Linked DNA regions of Sus scrofa: region 1 is linked to region 2. Evidence: chromatin contacts called from public HiChIP or PLAC-seq data. All regions are on one chromosome and are shown on one strand. The core of a region is the stretch at or near the end of the contact, and the rest is flanking DNA. Distances in the headings are between cores, read along the strand shown.

Evidence for each region. HiChIP or PLAC-seq counts read pairs in DNA pulled down with a chosen protein or histone mark.
Region 1: a contact with region 2 is called in an H3K27ac HiChIP or PLAC-seq map of alveolar macrophages. The contact joins two enhancer-like sites. A contact is called at or near these places in 1 of 47 Hi-C or Micro-C datasets (embryonic fibroblasts) and 1 of 2 datasets of contacts at active chromatin or transcription factors (alveolar macrophages).

Annotation. Positions count from the first base shown.
Region 1 is chr8:121,440,092-121,445,631 of Sscrofa11.1, reverse strand. EIF4E (eukaryotic translation initiation factor 4E) reads right to left here. Exons shown (of 7, transcript XM_003129314.5): 2 at 4,990-5,096. Among named protein-coding and RNA genes, the nearest start is that of EIF4E, 33 kb to the right of the region's middle. Within about 2 kb of position 3,616, at least 2 of the 83 cell types and tissues checked have an H3K27ac peak or open chromatin away from gene starts, as enhancers often do. A contact at or near this core is called in alveolar macrophages, where this site is marked.
Region 2 is chr8:121,295,589-121,301,189 of Sscrofa11.1, reverse strand. It overlaps METAP1 (methionine aminopeptidase 1), which reads left to right. Exons shown (of 11, transcript XM_003129313.5): 9 at 473-616; 10 at 4,550-4,615. Among named protein-coding and RNA genes, the nearest start is that of ADH5, 32 kb to the right of the region's middle. Within about 2 kb of position 2,564, at least 32 of the 83 cell types and tissues checked have an H3K27ac peak or open chromatin away from gene starts, as enhancers often do. A contact at or near this core is called in alveolar macrophages, where this site is marked.

The DNA.
Region 1 (5,540 bases), core at 2,367-4,866, 140 kb before region 2:
ATTCATTAAAAACATTTAGGAGTTCCCATTGTGGTGCAGAGGAAATGACTCCAACTAGGAACCATGAGGTTGCAGGTTCAATCCCTGGTCTTGCTCAGTGGGTTAAGGATCTGGCATTGATTGCCATGAGCTATGGAGTAGGTTGCAGACGAGGCTCGGATCTGGTGTTGCTGTGGCTCTGGCATAGGATGGCAGCAACAGCTCCAATTCTAGCCTGGGAACCTACATGTGCCGTGGGTACAGCCCTGAGAAGACAAAAAGACAAAAAAAAAATTATGTTAACAAGCAATGACTTATTTTAAGTACATATGTAACTTTACTATTTTTCAGGTTTATTTTCTAATTCAGCAAATAGAAAAAGATAAAAATCTACATAATCAAAGCACTGGAGAATCCTCAAAAATTTTTAAGAATGCAAAGGGGTCATGAGACCCAGAAAATTTGATTAAAGTAAAATATAGTGAATTATTTAAATAAAATAGAGTAAATGTAATATATCCATACAAGAAACTACCACACGGCTATTAAATAGGGTAACTGTGTGGGTAAAATTCTCCTAAGACCGACATGAAACTCAGAAACCATGGAGGAAAAGTTGGTATTTGATTACATGAAAGTCAAAAAACTCTAAAATAACACAATTCCACTGACAATGTTAAAAGACAAATGATTTGGAAACCCATTTTCAACCTAACCCCTTGGATGAGTTAGCATCCCCAATATACAAAGCTTGAAAATAAACCTGAAAAGGTAACCCAAAAGAAAGTAAAATAAAAGGACTGAAGAGACTGCTCACAGGTAAAAACACAAACAAGACTGTTCCGAAATTATTTTGAAACATGAATAAGAGAAATACAAATTTGGGAGTACTCATTGTGGCTCAGAGGTAATGAACCCAACTAGTACCCATGACGTTGCAGGTTTGATCCCTGGCCTTGCTCAGTGGTTAAGGATCTGGCATTGCCATGAGCTGCAGTGTAGGTCAAAGATTCGGCTTGGATCCCTTCATTGCCGTGGCTCTGCAATAGCTACTACACGGCTATTAAATAGGATAACTGCGTGGGTAAGATTCTCCTGTAGCTCCAATTCCACCCCTAGCCTGGGAACCTCCATATGTCACGAGTGCGGCCCTAAAAAGCCAAAAAAAAAAAAAAAAACCCCTAAGCCTGGGAACTTTCATATGCTGCAGGAGCAGCCCTTAAAATTGAAAGAAAGAGGGAGTTCCCGTTCGTGGCGCAGTGGTTAACGAATCCGACTAGAAACCATGAGGTTGCGGGTTCGGTCCCTGGCCTTGCTCAGTGGGTTAATGATCCGGCGTTGCCGTGAGCTGTGGTGTAGGTTGCAGATGTGGCTCGGATCCCGCGTTGCTGTGGCTCTGGCGTAGGCCGGTGGCTACAGCTCCGATTCGACCCCTGGCCTGGGAACCTCCATATGCCGCGGGAGCGGCCCAAGAAATAGCAACAACAACAACAAAAGACAAAAAAAAAAAAAGACAAAAAAAAAAAAAATTGAAAGAAAGAAAGGAAGATTGATTTAAAACATTAAGACATTGTTTTCACAAATCAGACTAGAACCAATCTGACTGGCAATTAGATTTAAAAGATTGATGGTACCAGTTGACAAGGATATAGAAACCAGTAACTCTCAAACTGTAGTCTAAACTGATAAAGGAGGATTATTTGGCAGTATCTACAAAGGCAGTTAAAAGGTAGTCTTTAACCTAAGAAATATGAAATTTTAGCTTATAGATATAGCCACACAAACTGCAAAAATATGTAAGGACATAAACATCATATCACTGTTTGTACATAGAAAAAAATCCCATATACCCATTAATGTAAAAACTGATAAAATACATGACTGGAGTTTCCATCGTGGTGCAGTGGTTAACGAATCCAACTAGGAACCATGAGGTTTTGGGTTCGATCCCTGCCCTTGCTCAGTGGGTTAACGATCCGGGATTGCCGTGAGCTGTGGTGTGGGTCAAAGACTCGGCTTGGATCCCGCATTGCTGTGGCTCTGGCGTAGGCCGGTGGCTACCACTCCAATTAGACCCCTAGCCTGGGAACCTCCACATGCCGCGGGAGCGGCTCAAGGAAAGGCAAAACGCCAAAAAAAACCCAAAAAACAAAAAACAAGACTATATATTTATCTAATATAGGATACTAGTTTATGAGCTGAAATCTACACATACAAACAAAAAATTCTACAGTATGGCCACCTGTATAAAAAAGATAAACATGCACTGGAGTTCCCGTTGTGGCTCAGAAGAAGCAAAACCGATTAGGATCCATGAGGATGTGGGTTTTATACCTGGCTCCACTCAAAGGGTTAAGGATCTGGTGTTGCTGTAAGCTGTGGTGTATGCCAGCAGCTGCAGCTCTGGTTCAACCCCTAGCCTGGGAACTTCCTAATGCCACAGGTGCAGCCCCCAAAAAAAGTGAAAGGAAAAAAAAAGAGAGAGAGACATGCATACTGAGGTTTTAGGAAAATACAAACCAACTTTTAACACTATTCTGGGGTGTAGATAAAAACAAAATGGGGAAGAAGAGATAAGAGGAAAGCAGAACTTTTACTTTATATACCTTGTACCCCAATGATTTAATCCTTCCTGTAATAATTACAGGGTTTTTAAAAAGAAAACATAATATATTCTGCAGTATTTACAAAAAATAATGATGACAAAACTACCAAAATCTGAACCAATAATATCTTTGAATGGTTTTCCAAATATTAAAGAAATAAAATTTATAGAGAAAACTGAAATCCTCATAGACTTCATTTCAGGATTTAATCAGTTTGTTCACTGAAGAAGACACCTTTCAGGAATCTCTTGTCAAAATTCATTTAATTTATGAGGAGTATACATGCCTTGATTACTTCTCCCCACAATAACAACACTAAGAACTGTGTTCACAATCAGAAGACACAGCTTTTTAAATGATAATGAAAAAAACGAAAAAAAAAAAAAAAAACTTTAAAGGGTTTGGTACTGCTATTAGGTTGAACTGTATGAAACTGCCACTAATCAACTGTTCAACTTACTACTTCTGGCACAATGCTTTCCTGAAGCAGTATTTTTTTTTTTATCCTTTATGGACTATTGGACCTTTGATAACTTACTCACTAGCTGACAATTCCTATTGTTTAGAAAATAGATCTGCAGAACCATGGGTCTTCTACGAAAAAACTACTTACACATTTTTGTACTATTAGTTCAGTAAGTCTACCATGATAGTGAAGAAATGATTTAAAAAAAAAATATATATATATATATGGGCCATAAAGGGACAACACATTTTTCAGATAAATTAAACCAAGTATATACAGACTTGTGGGTGTTTTTTGTTTTGTTTTGTTTTTTGTTTTTTGGACTGTACTTGCGGCGTACGGAAGTTCCCAGGCTAAGGGTCAAATTGGACTTACAGTTGCTGGCCTACACCACAGCCATAGAAATGAGGGATTCGAGTGGCATCTGTGACCTTCACCACAGCTCACGGCAACACCAGATCCCCGACCCACTGAGCAAGGCCGGGGACTGAACCCACATCCTCATAGATACTAGTTGGGTTTGTTTCCACTGCATCACAAACGGAACTCCAGACTTGTGGGATCTTACGTAAAGAGAGTAAAAGGCCTGGTGGTGGGGAGGAAATGAAAGGAGCTGTAGTACTTAAGAAGCCTCAGAAGTTAATTCCAATTTACTTTCCTCCAGATTCTTACAATGTTTCTGAGTTGCCATTTTCTTTCCACCATCAGCTCTCAGTGACTTCAGTTAATTTTCATTACATAAACCAGAAAGAAAATTAAATAAAAACACATACTGGGAAGTGGCAGGGTGGAGACAGAGAAAACCATATACTGAACTATATTACAATGTAACTATGAAAATTTACCTCACCTTAAACTCTCTTTTCTTCTCTTAACTTCTCTTAAATAAAAACTGACCCACCTCCAGACTCCATAGCTCTCTTTCCTCCTTCACAGGCTAACCTGAAACCATCTATTCCTGCTGTAAACATTAGTATACTTTCTATTCACTCTTCAAAGTACTCCAATCTTATTCCACCTACTAAACTTTCTCCAACACTAGCAAGGATTTGGCCTTCAATCCAATGAATATTTGACTCTTTTGTGGCACTGAAGTTATTGACCATCTTTTCCTTAAAAAAAAAAAATAATTTTCCTGACCAGCACACTCTGTCCTACTTTATACAGTTTATATGTCTATACCCTTTATAGGCATTTTTGCTCAAAAAAACCCCTATGTGGGAGTTCCCATCATGGCTCAGTGGTTAACAAATCCGACTAGGAACCATGAGGTTGTGGGTTCAATCCCTGGCCTTGCTCAGTGGGTTAAGGATCTGGCATTGCCATGAGCTGTGGTGTAGGTTGCAGACATGGCTCGGATCTGGCGTTGCTGTGGCTGTGGTGTAGGCCGGTGGCTACAGCTCCTATTAGACCCCTAGCTTGGGAACCTCCACATGCCTCGGGTTAGTTAAAAGAAAAGACAGAAAGACAGAAGGAAAAAAAAACAAAAAAAAAAAACCCTATGTGGAGTTCCCCTTGTGGCTCAGTGCGTTAAGGATCCAGCCTTGTCATCAATGTGGCTCTGGTCACAATTGTGGCTCAGGTTTGATCCCTGGCCTGAGAACTTCCACGTGCTGTGGGTGCAGCCAAACTGCCCCCCCACCCGCCGATGTGCTAATATTCTAAGCCTCCGTTGTGAGTCAAGTTCACTTAAGAGAACTTATTTACTACTGTGGTTTCAGTTACCAATAACCAGTGAATTTCAAACCAATACTTCAAAGTCCTACTTTCTGAGCTCAAGATTCACAAATAAAACTACTTGGTAAACATGGGTCATCCAAATGAAAATGGAATCGACCTATCTAAAACTATTCTCATCTAATCTTTCCCTCCAAACCTGTCCCATTCACCATTTACTTTGTTGCCTAAGTCAGAAAACCTACTTGTCAAAAAACTTACCTGTTTTGTAAAGGATGTTTAATATAGTGTTCTGGGTTAGCAACCTCCTGATTAGATTCTGTTTTCTCTTCTTCTGTAGGCGGGGGATTAGGAGTAGGGGTGGTTTCCTGTTGGAAAATAATTAAACATTATAAATTTTTTAACGTGAATAAATTTCTTAATTTATATGACAGCAATAACTCTAAATAAATTTGAACCAATATTGTCCATATCATTTTTTTAAGGAGAAGGAATTACAGCAAAAGCTTTTGATTAAACAGACAATCTCTAAAGAAAGCATTACTAAAAAGACAAAAAAAAAAAAAGGCACCAGACCATTCTGGCATCTCTCCACTGAGATGCAAAGAGTTTAGTTTCTCTAATTCAAAAATATAATGATAGTATTTTTCATATACTGTTATCTTCTTACACATTTTAATATCAGAAAAATTGTGATAGGAGTTCCCGTCGTGGCTCAGTGGTTAATGAATCCCACTAGGAACCAGGAGGTTGTAGGTTCGATCCCTGGCCTTGCTCAGTGGGTTAGCGATCCGGTGTTGCCGTTGAGCTAG
Region 2 (5,601 bases), core at 1,315-3,814:
ACTGAATAATTTGAGAACCACTTTTATGGGGATCAAGAAGCCTCAGGGGAAGTAATCCTGTGACAAGTTGCCCAGACGGACACTGAGGACAAGTCAGGTTCCTTTCTGGGCAGTCCTTTTTCTCCTGGTGCTCTTTCCTCTCTTATCTCTTCATTCTGTTCACTTTAATGGAAAGCACCCTGACCTTCGAGAAGGTGAGGACAAGAAGTGTATTTTCCCTTCTCTCGTTTATTCAGAGAGCAGACAGCCCCTTTCTCTGCACACATTCCTCTTGTGCAGCGAAGGAGGAAGCACAGGTGCTACTGGTTTGAATCTCAGCTCTGCTCTTACTGGCAGCATAGCCTCTCTGTGCTTTGGTTGCCGCATCTTCAGAGTTTCTGCTTGTAGCTGTATAAAGCATTCAGAACAGTGATTGCTTAGTAATTATTAGTTATTCTTACCCTTTGTCATGGGTCTTCTCTTTGCCTTTCAGTGAAACCTGGTGTTCGATACAGAGAATTGGGAAACATTATTCAGAAGCACGCCCAAGCAAATGGATTTTCAGTTGTTCGAAGCTATTGTGGGCATGGAATCCACAAGCTTTTTCATACAGCCCCCAATGTCCCCCACTATGCCAGTAAGTACTGCCAAAGACTTGGTAAATACTGACTTCTTATTCAGCAAATATTTATTCAAACATTTAACAGGACTGACTTACTATTTTGTGTTTACTAGAGTAATTTTTAGTTGTTATAAATAGACCTCCAAAATGTATACACAATACACATTCATATCTTGCTCACGTAATAGTCTAAAGCGTGTGTGTTTGATCACTTTAGAGGGTGGGACAGTTAATCTTTGACCCGGGCCCTTGTCCCTTTCAACTTAGAGTTTTCAGGGTTCCCCTCCTGATCTTACAGATGGTGGGGAGGAGGGAGAAACGTGGAGGGGTATGCTTGGGAGGTTTTAATGAGCCAGTCTGGACTTGGCATACATCCTTACATTTGCTTTTCATTGGCGGGAGTTCAGTCACATGCAGGGGAGGTGGGGAAATGTGATCCAGCTGAGTACTCTGGAAGAAAAGGAAACTAGTGATTTTGGTGAGCAGCCAGCAGTCCCTGCCATGTGTATTCTGATTCCTTAAATGAAATTGATTCAGCTTGGTTTGATTTGAGTTCTTAGCATATGTCATATACTGTATGATGTGTTGGTATAAATAGAGAGGAATAGATAGAATATCTTTCCTCAAGTTGACTGCTGTCAACAGATTAACAAAGGAAGTCTTGTTCAATCATTACAACTCTATGAACAATTTCTTAGCCCTAATTTAAAAGCAGATTCTGTGCTTAGGGAAGTGATTTATTTATCCACAGTCACACAATCCACTACATAAATGCCCGGGCTAGGGCTGGTACATGGGTTCTGTCTGGCTTCCTAGAGTCAGTGTTTTCTACCAAACTCTGTGCTACCTTAAAAGGATGGAAGCAGTTTGGTGCTGGGCCTTGTGGGAGCAAAGAAGAATGAGATTTTGGTTTGCTGGGGAAGACCAGGAAGAGCACTCCGCGTCGTGGGGGAAGGATGTGTAGCTGCTTCAAGGTGGAGCTGAACAGAGTCAAGACGAGCTAGGGCTGAGAGCTGTGTGTTAAGAGCTAGAAGTAGGCCGTGCCAGATCTGAGGATGTTTGACCTCATTTGTAGGGATTTGCAGAACATTTTTTGGCAGAAGAATGGCAAGGTGAAGTTGCTGTTTGGGGAGATCAGTTTAGCAGTAGAGTCTAGAATGTTTCGCAGGTGTGAGCTAGCCAGGCTTGTCGGTCCAGTGCACAGTTATTACCGTAATCCAGGTGTGAGGTGGTGCAATCCAAGATGTTGGTAGTTGTGAAGAGGAAGGGAAATGAGTGAGAGACCTCTCAACAGGAGAAGCTAGAGAAGAGGCTTCAAGCACAGCATTTGACTTACAACAAGCATTTATTAGCAGACCACATAGTCCTTTTTATTTCAGTTAAAATTGTGCTTGAAATAAAAGTTAGCAACAGAATAGGTAAGCCCTGTGATCACCTGATGTACATTCCATTTAACAGAATGGAAGCAGCTCTTCTGCTGACTGCATGTGTGTGTGTGTGTGTGTGTGTGTCTGTCTGTCTGTCAAAAGACTGTCTGCAGGAAAGAGGGTTAAAAAAGCCCCCTTACCTGTAGAGGTGACAGACTCAGCTTTAGGTATGGGTTATAGAAAGAGACTTTTTGAAGGAGATAAAATTTGTGGGAGAAGGAAATATGGGTCAGTGAGGATGGTGTCAGAAGAATATGGTGCCTCTGATACACAAGAGATGCCACTTGAGTTTCATGTTAAACCATTTCGTTAGAAATAAAAAACACTTCTGAAAAAAGAAGCAAGGTGTAAGTATACTTCATTTCATCCATTTGATAATTTATGGAAAGTCAAGTGTTAACTGGGTTTAGATAAATCAAAATCCTTTGTGATCCCTTTAGGGGCGAGTTAGAGGAGGCTGCTGAGTCTTGGTACTGAGAGGCCTTTTGAAATGTAAATGATCCCTGCTTTAGCTGGTAACTCCTTGCTCCTAACCAACTGGGGGTGGAACGAGGAAGTCGTTGTGTAACTTCCCTCCGCCCTGTTCTGTGTGAGGAAGGTCTTTCCGTGTTAGGTGGAAGTTTATGTGCCTCTTTATTTGTGCCTCTTTATTTGTCGTTATGGTTGGGAAGTAAAGATGATACTGCCCTGCCTTTAGAATGGATAGCGCAGCAGTTCTGTGAGGCAGACAGTGCAGGAGCTACACATTTTGGGAAGAGTACTTCGCAATGGTATCTGTCTAGAGTAGTCACTCAGTGTGTGTTTGCTGAGTGAGGTATGTTGAGAAACTGAAACCATGAGTCAAGATGAGTGGGCGTTCTAGAACAGTGAATCAGGGAGAGAAACAGGAGTGGGATTTGAATCCTCTGTATCAGTGCTGTCCAGTGGCGAGGCACACATGTAATACTTAAATTTCTAGTGGTCCTGTTCAACAAGTAAAAAGAAATAGGTGAACTTAGTGTCATATTTTATTGAATCTATTACATTTAAATATTAAGCATTTCAACATTTTATCAGTGTAAAAAAAATCATTGAGATATATTACATGCTTTTTTTGTTTTTGGAGTCAGCATATTTTTTACTCATACGTTCTGACTTGCCACTTTTCAAGTGCTCAGCAGCTACACCCCCGGTTCGCTGCTGTATTGAACAGCACAGCTCTTGATTCCTTAATCCTTTTTTCTTTCTGTGACACCACACTGACTCTCTTGACATTTTCTTTTTGATGTCCCCAAGGGAATACGACTAAGTCTATGTAGGTAGTAAATTACATGTCCTTTGGAGAGGAAGTTCATGAAATTAGAAATAAGAAGTCAAAATTATCTTTACCTCTCAGATTTTTGTAACAGTTTAGAAACTCCTGATTTGGCATCTGTAGAACAAGTGTCTTTTGGTAACACATCAGATCGTGGAAAGCCGCATGAGAGCTATTCACAAGGACAGATGTGCAGGAACATAACTCGAGGGTTTAGACCATACCTGGATGGAGTGGCGTTTAGTGGAGTCACCTCAGTGGATGCATAGGTGATTCATTACCATCCGGAAGTCACCATCCAGGAGACCAGCAACCTTACCAGGAAACCCTGGAAGCCTGTGCTTTGGCCACCTGGTGGTCAGGCAGAGCAAGTGCAGCCACTGTTTACTGATGCTTACCCGTTCTTAGCTTTTAGTTTGAAATTTAAACAGGTTCTCTATTTTTGTATGAAATTGTCTAAAAGGCCTATCCGTGTTTAAAATTTTTGACCTTTTCGGGGAGATGGCAGTTCTGGACACATTAATTCATGGTGGTATTTCTCATGATGATCCTGAAAAATACTTTCATACTGGTGAACAGAAAACTAAAAAAAGTATTTGGAAGGAGAAATGGAGTTTTTGTTTCCAAATAAAAAGGAAAAATGGTGTCATCATTAAAAAAAAAAAAAAAAGGTGAGTGAGGAGCGGCTTTGTTCTCCAAAGATAAGACAGTTTACAAAACCTTATGAAAACAGGGCAGTTTTTCTGTGGGTTGTGCGTCTACCTCCACCTCCACCCCCACATCCCCACACCCCCAGCCAAGAGGTAGGGGACCTCTGGCATAGTCTGAAATATGTTGTTCTCCTTTAAACTGTCATACCTGGCCGAGGAGTGAAACTTTGGTTCCATGATTGCATTTCTAACCTTGCTATAACATAAATGGTAGCACTTTTACTTTTATAGAAGTGATAATCACATCTGAAGTCATCTCCATATTTTCCTAGAGAAAACATTAGCAAAGCGAAATATGCCTGGGACAGTATCTGCCCCAGAGCAGGTGGTTATCAGTAAATCCCTGTTTGTCGAATGATCTACTTTAAGAGAGAAGAGAGGGGAATCAGGAGAAGAGAGAGTGATTAATTTAAGAGTCATTCACAGGAATGTAAGTTGTGTACTTTTTCCAGGGAGCTGTTTATCAATATGCTGTAGGTTTTAGCTATGTTCTGAGATTTTTTTCCTTTAATTTCAGAAAATAAAGCAGTTGGAGTGATGAAGGCTGGCCATGTATTTACAATTGAGCCAATGATTTGTGAAGGTGAGAAAAAAGGGATGCTGTAACCTTTCTTTCTTTCTTTTTTCTTTTTAGGGCCGCACCCATGGCATACGGAGGTTTCCCAGGCTAGGAGTTGAATTGGAGCTGTAGCTGCCTGCCTACACCACAGCCACAGCAACTTGGGATTCGAGCCTTGTCTGCGACCTACACCACAGCTCACGGCAACGCCAGATCCTTAACCCACTGGGCAAGGCCAGAGATCGAACCTACATTGTCACGGGTGCTAGTCAGATTTATTTTCGCTGAGCCACGGCGGGAATTCCTGTAAGGTTTCTTTAATTGAATTTTTATTTACTTTTGGTCACTCATGGTCAGATTAGTAGTCTGCTCTAGTTTCTTTTTGCTTCATTTCTCCTCCCTGTCCCATCTCAAAATCGATTCAGTATCATGTAGAGAACTGAAAATTGTAAGAGTAGACTAGACAGCAGTACTTTCTATGTGGTCATTCACCTGCTGTCAGTAGATGCTGAAGTACTTGAATCCTGGGGCCTGTTCATTAAGTTCTTGTCAGAGGTGCTTTGTAATAATTGGGGGCCTCCATCATGCCTATGTAGAAATTGAATTCTTACCTGACGTGGTCGGGTGGCGTCTTAAAAAGAGAAAAGCCACTCGTTTTGAGGCAGACGCAATTATGTAATTTCATTCTCTACAGCTTATGAGGTAGGTGCCATTTCCTGTTTATGTAGGAGAGCAAACGGATTTTCCAAGGGGTGAAATAAGTTGCCTGAAGTCACTCCCCTGGTTTTGTGGCAGAATGTAGGGGACTCTATGTTGTCAGGTGACATCAGCTCTTGTGGAGAAAGAGCACAGACACTGCTTAGTGCTGGCAAGTTCATGTCCTCTTGTTAGTCCCTGTGCCAGGCACAGGGCAGCAATGATTGGTGTCATGATTAGAGGCACAGCTGAAGCTGTCAGGATAACAACGGGGCCTCCTTTCTGAGGCCTGCACTTTTGCTTTCGGCCAGTCT